Regions from separate parts of the Mus musculus genome. Here regions 2 and 3 are each linked to region 1. The links are chromatin contacts, called in public HiChIP or PLAC-seq and promoter capture Hi-C maps. All regions are on one chromosome and are shown on one strand. The core of a region is the stretch at or near the end of the contact, and the rest is flanking DNA. Distances in the headings are between cores, read along the strand shown.

Region 1 (4,757 bases), core at 1,218-3,717:
GCAGGTTTAAAAACTGAGTTTGACCATCAGTCAAAAGCATGCTAGTAGCCAACTATATAACTATATATAGTTATGTGAACTGTATGGACTATAGCTAGATGCATAGCCTCAAATCCAAGATATTTATTGTTTTTTCCCCCAATTAGGTGTATTGATAGCCAATGCAAAGTAAATATTTCATTCTCTGGTTTAGGAATGCAATCAATAACTCTGATTAAAGACAGATCCACATGTTGTCCAGGAATCAGGTAAGAGACAGGGAGTGGTGTACGCTTTCTATGAGCAGCGACCACTCAGACTGAGATCTTACTCCCTTTGCACAGCTCTGAAACACAATAAACAAAACACAAATCTGCTTACAATGCAGAGTCTGACTCATTTCAATTTTAATTCTCAGTTTGTTTCAGTTGCTAATTTTAACGTGTAAGGATTAGTCAGCTTGTGTTGATATCCAGCATACTACAGGATGGGGTAAATTCTAACTGTTCTAAAACTGCAAAGTCCAGAACTTTGGCTTTTGGACAGCAACTTTCTCTTATAACTCATATGTGTTAAAAGCAAAGGGCATAGCTTTCTCATGCACTTAATGGTTTTCTACTTTTAAGGAGAATATATTAGATGATGTGATGTTTAGCATAAAACCAACTTTCCTGTTTGAAAACTTTGTCAAAGTCCTGTCACTAAAACTTGTGGAGAAGAATTCTTTGAACTATCAATAACAAGCCCCAGAAACTGCAACTGATATCTGCATAGACTGAGCAAAGAGATACGGTATTTATTTAAACTGGGTGGCATAATAATTTATATAGTTTTACTAGTTGAGTGGCTGAGAAGTCATCGTTTTCTTTTTAGCTTGACTCTTGCTGTAAGGGAGGTGTGTTGTGTAAGAGAACTTGTGTGTTTCCATTTTCTGAAATATAGCTAAGAGGATTTCAAGACATTCAGTGATAGAGTCTTGTTACATTTTTGTCAAATTAGGTTTATTTGGAAACATCACCTTTAAACAGAAGTCGTGGTTCTTTGAGGAAGGCAGCTAAAGAGGTTGATATCCGGTAACCTGGAGCTGCATTTGTGGAGAACTTTGGCATTGCTGTCCTTTTCTTTAGGAAAGTAACACTGGGAACCTGGAGCTGATAGGACCAGGATGCTAATTAGAATGCAAACTACAAACTTTATATCCTGAAAAGAGACCAGAGCATGCTGAGGCAGTCTAAAAAATCTGAAGGATGGATGTAGATGAGATTTCAAACTTTTTACTTGCTAAGTTAGTATCAAATTGAAGCTCAAATATATCAATACTTTTTAAGTTAAAAAAATACTAAGTTTTCTTCAGGATCTACTGGAAGACTTTCTATATCTTTCTTGTTTCTTTTTTCTTCTTCCTTCCTTCCTTCCTTCCTTCCTTCCTTCCTTCCTTCCTTCCTCTTCTTCCTCCTCTTCTTCCTCCTCCTCTTTCTTTTTCTCTTCTTGATGAAATAAATGATCCATACTAGAATCTAATAGTGGTAAATATAAAAGAAGTACTGGTTTAAAACAGACTGCAGGATGTAACACAGCCACTCTGTGGGTTGTAAGTCTTTTGTTGTTGTTGTTCTTTTGTTCAGTAATTGATTACACCAGCACCCCCGCCCCTTAACCCACCTTAAAGGGCAAGCAGAAATTCATGTTTTCATTCATCAGCCCATCCCTCTGAAACGCGTTCGATATTAAGACAGTTTGCAAGGAGCAAGAGCGGAGGAAACAAGAGCCTACAGCTAGGCAGCAGCAAGGTTAGAAGATACACGTGAGATTGCCTGCAATAACTCAGGGGCTTGATTCTGTCCAGTATTTGCATGGAGTTAGCAAGTTAATTAGGGAAAGACGCTGTTCTTCGTGTGCCCTTTTGAGATATCTGTGCCTCTGTAGCTCGTGTGGTGTCATAAAACTATGGGAAAGTCTTCCCAGCTGTTTGACACGACCTGGGAAAATTGAAACATTGATACTGCCTGAAGGTTTTTGCAGCAATGTAGTGCAGCAGAGGCTGACTTGGCGCTCTGGAAGATTTGCTGAGGATATCAGAATGTTTCTTTTGTCTTTGTGTCCACTCCCATCCCCCGCTTTCCCACGTGATCAGGTGCCAGTTAGAAAGTTGCTAGGGGAAGACCGTGGTGTTGGGATGAGGGGGAGAGATTTAGCGCAGAAGGAGTTAGATGGCAGAATTCCCACGAAGGCCGGCGAAGGATGAAAAAGATAAAGAAATCTTTTTTTTTTTTCTCCCTCTGAACCAGAGGATTCTCTGCATGACTTCCTCACTGTTGGCGCGATGAGCTTTCAGGCTGCGATTTTATTAACGATTCATATGGAGATGGAGGGCAGCTAGGAGGAGCAGATTCTCACATAAACTTGATCTGTCCATGAATGCGCTCCTCTGTTTGCCCTGACCCTGGATGGCTTAAGACACTGCCTGTGAGGCCAGTGTGCAGACACAAAGGAAGAAATGAAAAGCAGGCACATTCCAGGACTCTGCACAAAGGAACCCAACAGTTTCTAGCCTTCTCCCCAGAGAGGGTGTTATCTGCATGCAGCCAAAAACATTTGAAATGTTTATTTGTGAACCTTCAGTTTTAACAATCCAGGCGAAGTCCCTTCAGCAACCATCTATCAAGTTGTTTTGCTGTGTTTTAAGTTCTGTTTCTCTGCACTTGGTGAAGCTGGGTATTTCACGAAGGGGGCATTTTCTAAAGTTAAGCTTCAGGAGTCACGGCCTTACATTGTCTTTATTGGATCTCTGGGTGGTTGCTTTGCCAAAGGTGTCCTTTCTAAGCTGCACAGAGCCAGAAAATATTTTAAAGCTGAGTTTGACTGTGTGAGACATCTCGATACTGAAGCTCTGAGTGAATTTATACTGAGTGAAATCAATGCACACACGGAGGTGATGTGAGTTCCCAGGCCTGTCCATCACTGTGTTCAGGAGCATAGATCTAAGTGTGACATTAGGAGAAAAATGGAAGAAGGAAGCAGAGAGAAAAATTGAGTGGGATAAAAGAGTCAAGGAAACTAGGGACTTTGTGACTTCTATAACCATCACCAGCTCACTGTATCCTGTAGCATGTGTGTCAGGATAGTGACAAGGTTTACAAACTATCTTTGTGTAACAATGTATACCAGGATTATTGCTGAACAAACATGTTGCCTGGAACGATAATATCTTTAGGTTTAAGGGACTGAAAACTCTATGTGCTTCAAGGTATTCCTGCATTGAACTACACGGTTCCATAGATGCTCAAAAATTAGGATCTTCAAATACTCAGACTTTTGAGTTTTCTATGTGTTAAAGCTGTTCAAGTTGCTTCAAACTTTTATGCTTCATTATTGAAAGAACCAGTTAAGGAGTCCAGACAAATGCCATTCATCATGACAGGGTATTCCTTTCATGTTATGTGGCTTTATTTCCATGAAATTAACTGTTGTACTTTGGCTAATTGTCAGTAATTGGGGACAAAATCGCTTCATTGTTTCCCTATGGCATGATACTAATTAGGATCTTTGTATTATTGGCTCAGTCATGTTTGGTATTTTACCTTCTATATTAAGTCAATGATAAATAGTACTGAAAGCATATTTTAAGGAAATCCATGAGATAAAATGCTTCAATTAATAGCTAAACAAGCCTTTTAAGTAGTCTACCATAAGTTAACTTGAAAACATTGACATTAAAGGAAGTTTTTGTTGGAGATTTTGTTGATTTCCTCAAATAGTAACTAATTTTTCTGATTTGAATGGAATCCTGGTCAAATCATTTTTAAGATATCACAGTCCCCACTCTCCACCTGTGTGGTTATATGCATTCCCATTATTCTGTTTGTGAAAATAATAGAGAAGTTAGGATTGCTGCAAGGAGTTTTGTGGCATAAGAGAGGGCTGAGAGAACTTGTTTTCATCTGAATTCATGATGAGTAAACTGATGTTCTTAAAATACACCTCTGCTTTCCTGCTTTATTGCTTGTTTCTTCCATATAACAATATAATTCAAGGCACCGTATTTCATGCAAAATATATCCAATTAGTTTAAATAAGAAAATCTTAGTTTGTAAATTTGTTTTCACCCCAAGAAACTGGGAGAAGTAGCTTAAACTAGTTTTGGGAGAGAGGCCATGGAAAGTTTTCAAAATCTTGAAGTGAGATTTAATGTTAATTGGAGTATTCCACTAGTCTGGGTTTCACTGAAGTTATCAAAGACAGTGGTTTTTGCTCCATAAGAGAATCTCCTCCTGCTCTGAGCCCCTTGTGAGTTTTGTCAGTTAGAAAAGTTTTCTAACTTGAAAAATAATCTTTTTGCAGATTTTTCTTTTTTTTCTAACAGACTTTTTTTTACCAATCAAGTGCCAATTTGCAGTTCACAACCTGCTCGGTTTGTTTCCAACGTGTCCATAATGCATAAGTTGAAACTGTTTCTCAGTCACTTCAGAGAAAAGATTTTACAAGACGATTAGGAAAATAATTGCCTATTAAAAGGTGAAGATTGCTTTGAGCAGCACGAAAATGAACTTTGAAATTGAAAGCACACATTGTTAGCATTGGAACGTACGAAGCAAATCTGAAATTAGTGAAAACGCATGAAATACACATCTTGGCAAGTGGAATTGTTTGGATTTTCTAAAGCTGTCAGCCTGTTTGCTTTGTTTTCCTTTTTTTTTCCATTAAAGAGAAACTTGAGATGGAAAGCCTCACCTTTTGCACAGAGTTGAGATGTTTTATTATTGCAGAATTGTTCTACA
Region 2 (4,757 bases), core at 667-3,166, 700 kb after region 1:
GAGTTACTTCTAAGAAACATAATTGCTTCCAGAAATTTCTAAACCACTAAGAGAATGTTTATATGAAGTAAGCAATAGTCACAAGGACTGAATAAGCCCATTCCTACACACATGGCAGCCCAGCCCAGGCACGCATAAGAACTGCAGGAGACCCATGTGCAGTACACATCACTATGGTCAGCTTCTTCCTGCTTGCATTACTCTTGCCACCTGCCACCATTCCTCTACCATGCAACACTGGAGAGCAGAGGCCTTCAATAGCTCAATGAGTCCGGTTCACTCTCCCAAGTCTTCACCCTGGCATCTGTCCTCCCAGCCTTCCTTTCATTCCGAAGTCTCACATCCTTTCTTCACATTGTCTCTTACTCAATTGCTTCCTTTTATCTCTTACGGATGCTGATCTTCCTTGATCTTCTGGAATAGTCTGATGCTATGAAGCAAAACAATACACATTCTGTACTTCATAGCTGATGATAAAAAAAGGATGCTGAGTTGCTACACAAAACTTGGGACTATTCCTCATCTCTGATCCATCCTCATCTAACTTTGAAAGAAACGTTGGAGGAGTGATCTGTTGTCCGGGAGGATCTTGGAGAGTCCCATTGTGTCATATCAGGTTCCTTGTCTCAATGAATTGGAATAGATACCCAAGGATCAATAATAAAAGTATAGATCTGTGGACAGACGGAGTAAAAGGGGCTGCAGTCCACAGACTCAGCCAACTCAAGTTTAGATCTGAGAGTTCTTTTCCAAGCTCTTTGTATGAGTTAGAGCTAGAGCAGCCCCTCCACAGGGTAAGAAAGAGGATAGATCCTTATCCTGATTGATTGACAGGCTGATAAAACTTTGGAGCATCCCTACATGGGTCATTCATCCCATAGTTCTAAGCATCTGCAGAACCTATCATGTTTACACATGAGATGGTAGATCCATGCTTTCCCCTGGCAGGTCACTTGAAGGTCAGACTAGCCTTGAATCAGTTAAGCCAAATTCTGGCTTAAGCCTGCTTTCTTAATATTTCTTTTGACCCTAAAGTACCTAAGCCCCAAATTACCCTCAGGAGACAAAGTGCTGATGTTGCCCCTCCAAGAGGTGGAAAATAAGGAGATGTGCCACCAGAGCTGGACTGTGCTACAGTCTCCTACCTCAGGGTCATACACCCTGAACAGGAACAATAGAGAATGGACAACTACTACATGTTCTTTCTCAATTTATTAATGCTTAAAGAGATGGAAAGATTAACCATCGATTTGATCATTATATAACATATGCATCTATCAAATTGTTGCACTCTACCCTGTAAATCTATACAATAAAAACAATGATTTAAAAAATATTTACTGATAGCAGAAATCACAGTGTCCATGAATCCTGGTCAGAAATGCCCGAGGAAGTCTGTAAACCTCTCAGAACAGTTAGAACTCAACTCAAGCTCCAAACGTCTCCAAACACGAAAGCTCTAATAAAATAAGTGAGAATCTTCCATAAAACTTTAAGATGCCAAAGAACAGATTTTTATCATTCCCCACCACGCAAAATGTCACTGTCCAGAATCAGAGCTAGGATGTAAAGGCTTTCGTCTGAAATTTAAGAAAAAAAAAAAAAAAACACACACACACACACACAATAATGACCATTGCAGTGTACAGAAAAAAAATCACAATGTGTGCTTCTGGCTCAGAGCAGCAAACAAAAAGGTCTATGTTGAGGAGTGATTGATGTAGCTGGTTTGTATCTTTAATACTCCAGGGCAACAGAAAGAAAGCAAGGAGAATTTAATTTCCTCTGATTAAAAGTTGCGTTTTCTTTTCTGTCTCTTTCTTCTTTCTCCCTGCCATCTGTCTTCCACATCGTCCGTCGTCCCCACCCCTACCCCTGGCCCCCTGAGTTTTCTCTATTTGTACCCGGGTGGCTGAGATCCAGAAGAAAGGTGGAGTCTCATCGTTTGGGTGGTCCGAGTAAATCTTTAGTCTTTGGCTAACCTCTCCTTAGACTGGAAAGTGGCCAAGAATTTGCAGTGTTAGGGAGAGTCACTTTGAAAGGCTGCAAAGCGTCCATCTGGGTGCATGTCAATACAGTTTCCCTGGTTTAGTAAAAAAGAAGGGAACAGAAACTTTCCAGCCAGAGCAACAACTATTTCTCCCAAACTTAAAAGTGCACCCTTGTATAAGCTGTGCTTCTTACCAGTTATAATGTCCCTTTATTTCAGTTTACGGCTTGACCCCTCCTGCTAGCTGAGCCAACAAACTCGTCATTCTAAAGAAACTACTCCACCCGACATGTATTCTCTTTGTTCAGATTCTCTACTCTCTCTTGCCCTCACAACATTTCATTAAATGCAGGCTCAGGACAGATCGGATTTGCTTTTTGTATCTCAGTATAAATTTAGGAACATCAAAATCTCTCTCCACGGCACCTCCTCTTTATTATAACATTAAATTAGGTTCGGGTTCATTCTGAAAGACCAGTTGTATTTCTTTTTAATTAAAAGGAGAAATAAAATCTCCTTTTTTCTATAAGTAGGTTCACAAAGAATGCAGGAGTTATTTCTCCCAATAATAACTTAACAAAAGAGATTTAAATCCTCTGAATTAGAGGGAGGATTAGAGAGGGAAAGTCACCTGCGTAGTTCGAATACATTATCACAATTATTGAAGGGGATGTATCTTTTGGTACCTGGCAAAAGTTAATAAAAATACCCACAAAGGTAACAATGATGTAGTGTCACTTCAGTGAAAATAACCCAAATTGCTGCCATTAGAAAAGGTTCTAAATCTACTTAGGCTCATCAATGCAGGCCTAGAAATTTCTAATGAAGAACTTCATCAAAGGAAGGTTTAAACACTTCATGCAAAAATCAAACTTGTAAAATTAAACTCAAACTGATTCAATTTTTAAGGGTCTCAAGTTCCCACTATTCTAATCTCTTAGCTGTTGAAATCATTCTTGAATCAAACTATGTCAGGTGGGCTACAAGCAAGGAAATGGATATTAGACATGGAAGACTGTGTAACCAGTCTCCACTGTTGGGCAGCTCCCTCTGAAAACCCTAATGCTATAAACTGTGATCAGAATGGTACTGAAAAAGATAAGCAGTACCACACTGTAATAATGCAAATATGTGACCTGGGTTAAAATAATTAGATAAACCATACTTTTAAAATTAAAAAAAAAAACTCCAGCAGAAATGATATTCAAAGAAATAAAGGAAACATTTCAAATTCACATTTGAAGATTTGTTTTATTTTGTCTGTTTGTTTTGTATGTGTATACACAACTGTGTGAAGGTGGAGCCCAGAAGAGGACATTGGAGTCCTTGGAATGGAAGACAAAGATGTGAGCCACCCACAGTGGTGCAAGAACAGCAAGTGCTCCTAGCCTTTGGGACATCTCTGCAGCCCCTCAAGTTTGCATTTGAAACTTTCTAGGTTTTAGTATATTTTTCCTATTAAAAAAAAAAACAAAAAACAGAGCTAAACTACTGACTGAAGTAAAAGGGGGGGGGGGGTAATTCAGATAATACCAGACTAATGTTTTAAAGAACTACAAACTACTTAATTCCAAGTTATATCTACATTTTTTGAATCTTTTTATTGGAAATAGATTTTTATATGAGAAGAAAATCATATGATTTTTCCGCCTCCCCCAGTTCCTACCAGATCCTCCCCCCTTTTCCCATCCACCCGAAACTACACACTGTCCTTCTCTCTGTCATGAGTCTGCGTGTCTCAGTTGGTCTTGAGTATTTGCGGGAATCCTGAAGACATGGGCTCTAATGACAGTGAAGAAATTGATTTGTCAGCCAGAATGAGAACAAGCAGGCAAAGAGAAAGCCAGCTTCCCTCTTCGGTGTCCTTTACATAAACTGCCAGAACAAGAATGGCCCCATCTCGGAAGATCCAGAGTAACTGTAAATCTTCCCAGGTCAAACACTTTCAATTAAGGAAAATCCCTTATGGGTGTACCTAGCCTCTTAGCTTCTATGTGTAGTCAAATTGACAACCAAAAGTAGATATCACACATATCATTTTCCTTTGTGTATATATTATGGTTTCTGGTTTTGTGTTTTTATAGGATTGCTATGGGTATGAATGGCTGTATTTCTATGTATACATGTGCTTCTTACTATTTTTCTTTGGCTTTTTTTCTTTTGTTTGCTTGTTTGTTTTGTCCTATTCTGATTTATTTTTTCTCTTCCTCTTTTCTTCTGTTATTGTTATTACTATTATTATTAATTATAACCATCATTATTATTTATTATTCTGTCTACTTTTCTAATGTCCTACCATTGTCCATGCAAACCATTTGACTTTTCTTTCTTGTCACTAACCCATACAGCAGTTATAATCTCTGTCAAACACTTTCCATGCACTCCTGTTCCTTTCTTGTACAAACTGAATATTTTTTACACTTTTGTGCTTTGTGTGTGTGGGTGTGGGTGTGGGTGGGTGATTCTCACTGTAAACCTAGCCAATCCCAACCAACAGTAACCATGCAACACCCTGAATATTATGTAATTATGAAACTTCCCCCACTAAATCAACTAAATTTAACCTCATTAAACATTGAGGAAACAGCAAGATGAACACAAAGCCTTTTCCAGAATGTCAAGTGAATTAAATTAGATCCTATTCTTTCTGGAGTCATCCCATCTCAAACCTCATGTGTACAATCTTTGCTGTTCATTTTTCTACCACAATTTTTCTCTTCCAGCATCCCACTAGAATTCTCCAATAAGCAAGGTTTGGAAGAATATG
Region 3 (4,757 bases), core at 1,288-3,787, 660 kb after region 1:
GCAAATGGATGGACCTGGAGGGCATCATCCTGAGTGAGGTAACCCAAACACAAAGGAACTCGCACAATATATACTCACTGATAAGTGGATATTAGCCCAGAAACTTAGGATACCCAAGATATAAGATACAATTTGCTAAACGCATGAAATTCAAGAAGAACGAAGACCAAAGTGTGGACACTTTGCCCCTTCTTAGAATTGGGAACAAAACACCCATTGAAGGAGTTACAGAGACAAAATTTGGAGCTGTGACGAAAGGATGGACCATCTAGTGATTGCCATATGCAGGGATCCATCCCATAATCAGCTTCCAAACGCTGACACCATTGCATACACTAGCAAGATTTTGCTGAAAGGACCCAGATATAGCTGTCTCTTTTGAGACTATGCCGGGGCCTAGCAAACACAGAAGTGGATGATCACAGTCAGCTATTGGATGGGTCACACGGCCCCCAATGGAGGAGCTAGAGAAATTACCCAAGGAGCTAAAGGGAACTGCAACCCTATAGGTGGAACAACATTATGAACAAACCAATACCCCGGAGCTCTTGACTCTAGCTGCATATGTATCAAAAGATGGCCTAGTCGGCCATCACTGCAAAGAGAGGACCATTGGACACGCAAACTGTATATGCCCCAGTACAGGGGAACCCCAGCGCCAAAAAGGGGGAGTGGGTGGGTAGGGGATTGGGGGGGTGGGTATGGCGGACTTTTGGGATAGCATTGAAAATGTAAAAGAGGAAAATACCTAATTAAAAATTAAATAAATAAATAAATAAATAAATAAGAACGGCCTTCCACCTCTAACAAAGTATAATATTTGAAAATGCATTGGAAATAAACAACCATGCAGAATACAATGAACGTCAGCTTCAGAAGATGAAGGTTCCTAAGACACAAACGCATTGTGTCTCATGATGGATTAGCAAGATGGCTCGCCATCAACAGAGAACGGTTGATATTTTTATAAGATTTGCTTGCTCTCTGCCACAGATGTATTAACAAATTCAATAACTCAATTCAGATTTCTTCCCTTGGATCCTTTATTAAATCACAGACCTTTACTTCAAATGAGAGAACTTTAGTAGCCTCAGACAGAGGTTAATGCTGATCACGTTAGCACTAATCAATTCAAAACACATTGCAGATGTTCCAGGACTCTGCTCCTTCAAAGAAAATGTTCTTGAGTGTGCAAATATTTCCACTGACCAAACAATGCCATTGGGAAGGGCATTAAGTGCTATTTATGAGAAAACAAATGAGGCAAAACTCATCTAGTAGAATTCAGGATTGTAAAACCTTTTAGTGTTTTAAATTGAGATTGTACAAGGATATACCTATGAGGTTTGGGCACCCAGTGGTGATTCTGGGATAAGAACAGGCAGGTAGGCATAAAAGAATACCACGAGAACCCAGGTCTATCTATGGGGACGATCCATTATCAAAATGATACTTTTATTTCCATCACGATTAATTTTGTGAGTATTTAATAATATCTGTTTAGTCAGTTATCCAGAGAAGTGGAATCAGTAGGACGTGCTCATAGACACGTTTCATCAGAACTTACCTCTGCAGTTAGAGGCTTAGGGTCCCACTATCTGCCATCTACAAGCTGGAAAGACAAGTGAAACCGTGAATTCAAATTGCAGTAAAAGAGAAGCACCATGGCTCATCTTGAAAACGCTCCCATGCAGTGTCTGTCCTGTGTAACCAGGAAAGAATGCACTAGATTGATTTTATGAGGTTAGCAGCTATTATAAAACTTCAGCAACTTCACGAGGTTGATACAGAATTACAGGGCAAAACCTTTTTTTTTTCTTTTCTTTTCTTTTCCTCCTGCTGATCTTTAATCTTCCCCTCATCCTTGGTAATGTTTTCTACGTACTCAGACTTACTTCTAATATACATTTCATCTCTTTAACACTCAATTGGATCACAACACAAATTGATCCTTTAATAACTGTTAACTAAATTGTTGTGTTTTAATATTTAATTAGGCTCATGCTCCCAAGTAATTCTTTGCAAACTAATTTTTTTTCATTCCAGGCAAGCTCCTTTGAGCTCGTCAGCTGAGGCAGTAAACGGTGAGAACCAGACCTGCTTTGCCTCAGATTCCAAGAATTACTAAATAAACCATCCTTCAGTCTACCACAGCAAGTCAACTGAAAACAAGAAAAGAAAAGAAAAAAAAAAAACCTTGGTGGCTGGCAATGTAGATCAATGTTGAGAATTGGCCTAATGTGCATGATGTCCTTGGTTCAATCTTTGGCATGGGAAAAATTAAAATCTTAAAATAATGAAAATATTGAGAAAATGAAGCTTTACCCTAACCTATGTAGCCTCATTGCTAAAGTGTCCCCCACACTCTAGGGTGTGCCAGTATCCTTAAATTAGGTTGGAAAATCCTAAGTACAGCTAAGGAGAAAGATGCTCAGACAAAAGAGGAGAAACAAGAAGGTTGGGGTATGGGGGGGGGGCGGCAGAAAGTGTCACGTGTTTGCAAGCTGCCCCCCCCCAGTATTGTCTGCTCTCATTGGATAGGCTTTTTTTTTTTGACCAATAGTGAGCCAGAATGAGAATCAGCAGCATTCTAAACCAGACACGTAGTGCTAAACGGAGGAAAAACGGATGGTGTGAACAAGTTCTCGATGAGAAGTATCAGCTGACATAGTCAGTCAAGGTGAATGAAGTCTATGAACAAACACAGTAATAAAAGTCATTGCTTAGCTAAGCACGGTTTAGATTGTGTTTCTTTCTACAAGATGGCGTATTGGTGTTACAACTAAGAGGGAAAGCTCAGGGCTGAGGGCCCCTCAGTCTCCATTTGAATCAGAACTTGTCTCCCAAACAGAAAGGAGTCGATGGTGTTCTCAGGATCAGAAATGGGGCGACAAGCCTGTGACCACTCCTCAGTCACATAAGTCACTTTTCCATGTTAGCCACCGTGGTTAGGAAGCATGGAAGGAAAGAAAAAACAAAGAAACTGCAAAGTATTTCTCCTTCCAGGGGCACCTGACTAACCAGTCAGCTGGAAACAGCACATCACAATTTTAAAAGGGTTATGTCGTTTGGAGGAAGGCTCCCCTTCATTGCTCTGAACAAGACACATAAGCATGTATGAGCTTCAACGCACAAACTCTCGAAATTTAGTGATCTTACATAAGGATTAAGTTATAATGAGTTTGGAATAATAGGGTCATAGTGTGAAATAAAAATGACTTCTAAAATTCATACTAATGTTTTAAAACTTTACTATTTCTATGTAAGATTATAATAAATAGATAGACTATGATAAGTTAATGGAAAACAGAAAAGCATTGGGTTTCTTTTCTATGTTAGCACTGTTCACAGAATATTCCTCCTGGTTTTGGAACAAGGGGGCCTCATGGTTTCATTTTGGACCAGGCTTTACAAATTCCATCAAGGCCCTGCACACCTACCAGCTGATTGGTTTGAACAAGAGATAATTGGTTTGGAATTTGGTTGCATTAAAATCCAAACCGTAGAGGAATTCAATTGCATTCTTCCTGTCTTTTCTCGAAGACATCATAGTTCTAAATGTCTGCCTTGACTCACGAGTCTCAAAGCTTGCTTTGTTCTGCTTGGACTGAAAACTCTAGATTGTTTACCCTTTCTCTACATATGAACTTAGGGCTCTACCCCTCCTGGTAACTGGATGCTATAACCTTCAGTCCCAGGTTTCCAAGCTATAAATTACCCTTTCTTGTGTTAAAAAGAGAAGCAGGTATGTGCAGCATACTGAACCCTCTATAAAAGACCTTGAATAAATCTTTTGTGTCCTTAATTATAGATAATGTGTTAAAACTGGCTCCAACAGATGTTCCCCCCCCCATGAAAATATGATAGCACAACCATTTTGCAGGGAGTGTTAAAATGAACATTGTTTTGATAGAAATTGTAAACTCCCAAAAGCTGAGACCAGGTCACCGTGGTCTCAGTGTGGCTGTTTCTAAATGCTGGCAGTCAAGAAGATGTATGGATTTACTTCTCAGAGGGAAGCTTGCTGCTTTATATTTCCAACCAGACGAGGTTCTTCTAGACCCCAGTAAATACTCAAAGGTGCCCCAAAGGCCAACAGGGACAGCTGTCTCAGGGATACCAGCACCTTTAACTTCTCTCCTGCATCTCTACTCCAGCTTTACCAACCCTGTGCAGTAAATGCTTAAAGAAACCATTTGTGAGGATCAAATAGAAAGAACACAATAAATAACAAGCCGCTAGCATCACCTCACAGAGTGACCTGCTCACTAGAATACAAAAGCAGCCAACGCAAAGAGAACTGAAATTTTTCCTAAGTTTCTTCTTTCAGCAGTTATTTTTGTGAGATTTCCACTGATAAACCAAAAAAATTAGACATTTTCCTCTTCTCTCATACTAAATGGAGACACTTAACCTGTTTTCAAAATTGGAGCCCATAGAGAGAATCTTTATATAGATGTATCATGATGTTGGGACTGAAAAGGAGGCTCAGTGGTTAGGAGCTCTTCTAGAGGACCTGAGTTCTGTTCCCAGCACCCACAGGGGCAGCATACAACTGACAATAATGAAGCCCCAGGGGACAGAACAGTCCTCTTTGGACCCCTGTGGGCACTACCCACATCTGACACATGTTCACACATGCACACAGAAATACACGGAAAACAAAAATATATCTGTTTTCACATCTTATTTCATGAGGTTGAAAGTTTATCAGTGGTTATCACAAACTGTCAAGGACAGAGGGCTATGGAGATATT

Evidence for each region. Promoter capture Hi-C pulls out the DNA fragments that hold promoters and counts their contacts. HiChIP or PLAC-seq counts read pairs in DNA pulled down with a chosen protein or histone mark.
Region 2: an H3K4me3 HiChIP or PLAC-seq map of embryonic basal ganglia shows a contact between it and region 1, with 4 times the contacts expected there. The contact joins two enhancer-like sites. A contact is called at or near these places in 3 of 115 datasets of contacts at active chromatin or transcription factors (embryonic basal ganglia, embryonic forebrain and neural tube).
Region 3: a promoter capture Hi-C map of cranial neural crest shows a contact between it and region 1. The contact joins two enhancer-like sites. A contact is called at or near these places in 1 of 39 promoter capture datasets (cranial neural crest) and 2 of 115 datasets of contacts at active chromatin or transcription factors (differentiating embryonic stem cells and embryonic limb bud).

Annotation. Positions count from the first base shown.
Region 1 is chr16:77,398,289-77,403,045 of GRCm38.p6, forward strand. All of the region lies in intron 2 of Mir99ahg (Mir99a and Mirlet7c-1 host gene (non-protein coding)), which reads left to right. It overlaps 9430053O09Rik (a long non-coding RNA gene), which reads right to left. Exons shown (of 4, transcript XR_003951960.1): 4 at 1-2,960. Among named protein-coding and RNA genes, the nearest start is that of 9430053O09Rik, 20 kb to the right of the region's middle. Within about 2 kb of position 2,468, at least 155 of the 459 cell types and tissues checked have an H3K27ac peak or open chromatin away from gene starts, as enhancers often do. A contact at or near this core is called in embryonic basal ganglia, where this site is marked.
Region 2 is chr16:78,099,930-78,104,686 of GRCm38.p6, forward strand. No RefSeq gene overlaps it. Among named protein-coding and RNA genes, the nearest start is that of Gm31431, 13 kb to the left of the region's middle. Within about 2 kb of position 1,917, at least 42 of the 459 cell types and tissues checked have an H3K27ac peak or open chromatin away from gene starts, as enhancers often do. A contact at or near this core is called in embryonic basal ganglia, where this site is marked.
Region 3 is chr16:78,054,079-78,058,835 of GRCm38.p6, forward strand. All of the region lies in intron 2 of Gm31431 (a long non-coding RNA gene), which reads right to left. Among named protein-coding and RNA genes, the nearest start is that of Gm31431, 33 kb to the right of the region's middle. Within about 2 kb of position 2,538, at least 9 of the 459 cell types and tissues checked have an H3K27ac peak or open chromatin away from gene starts, as enhancers often do.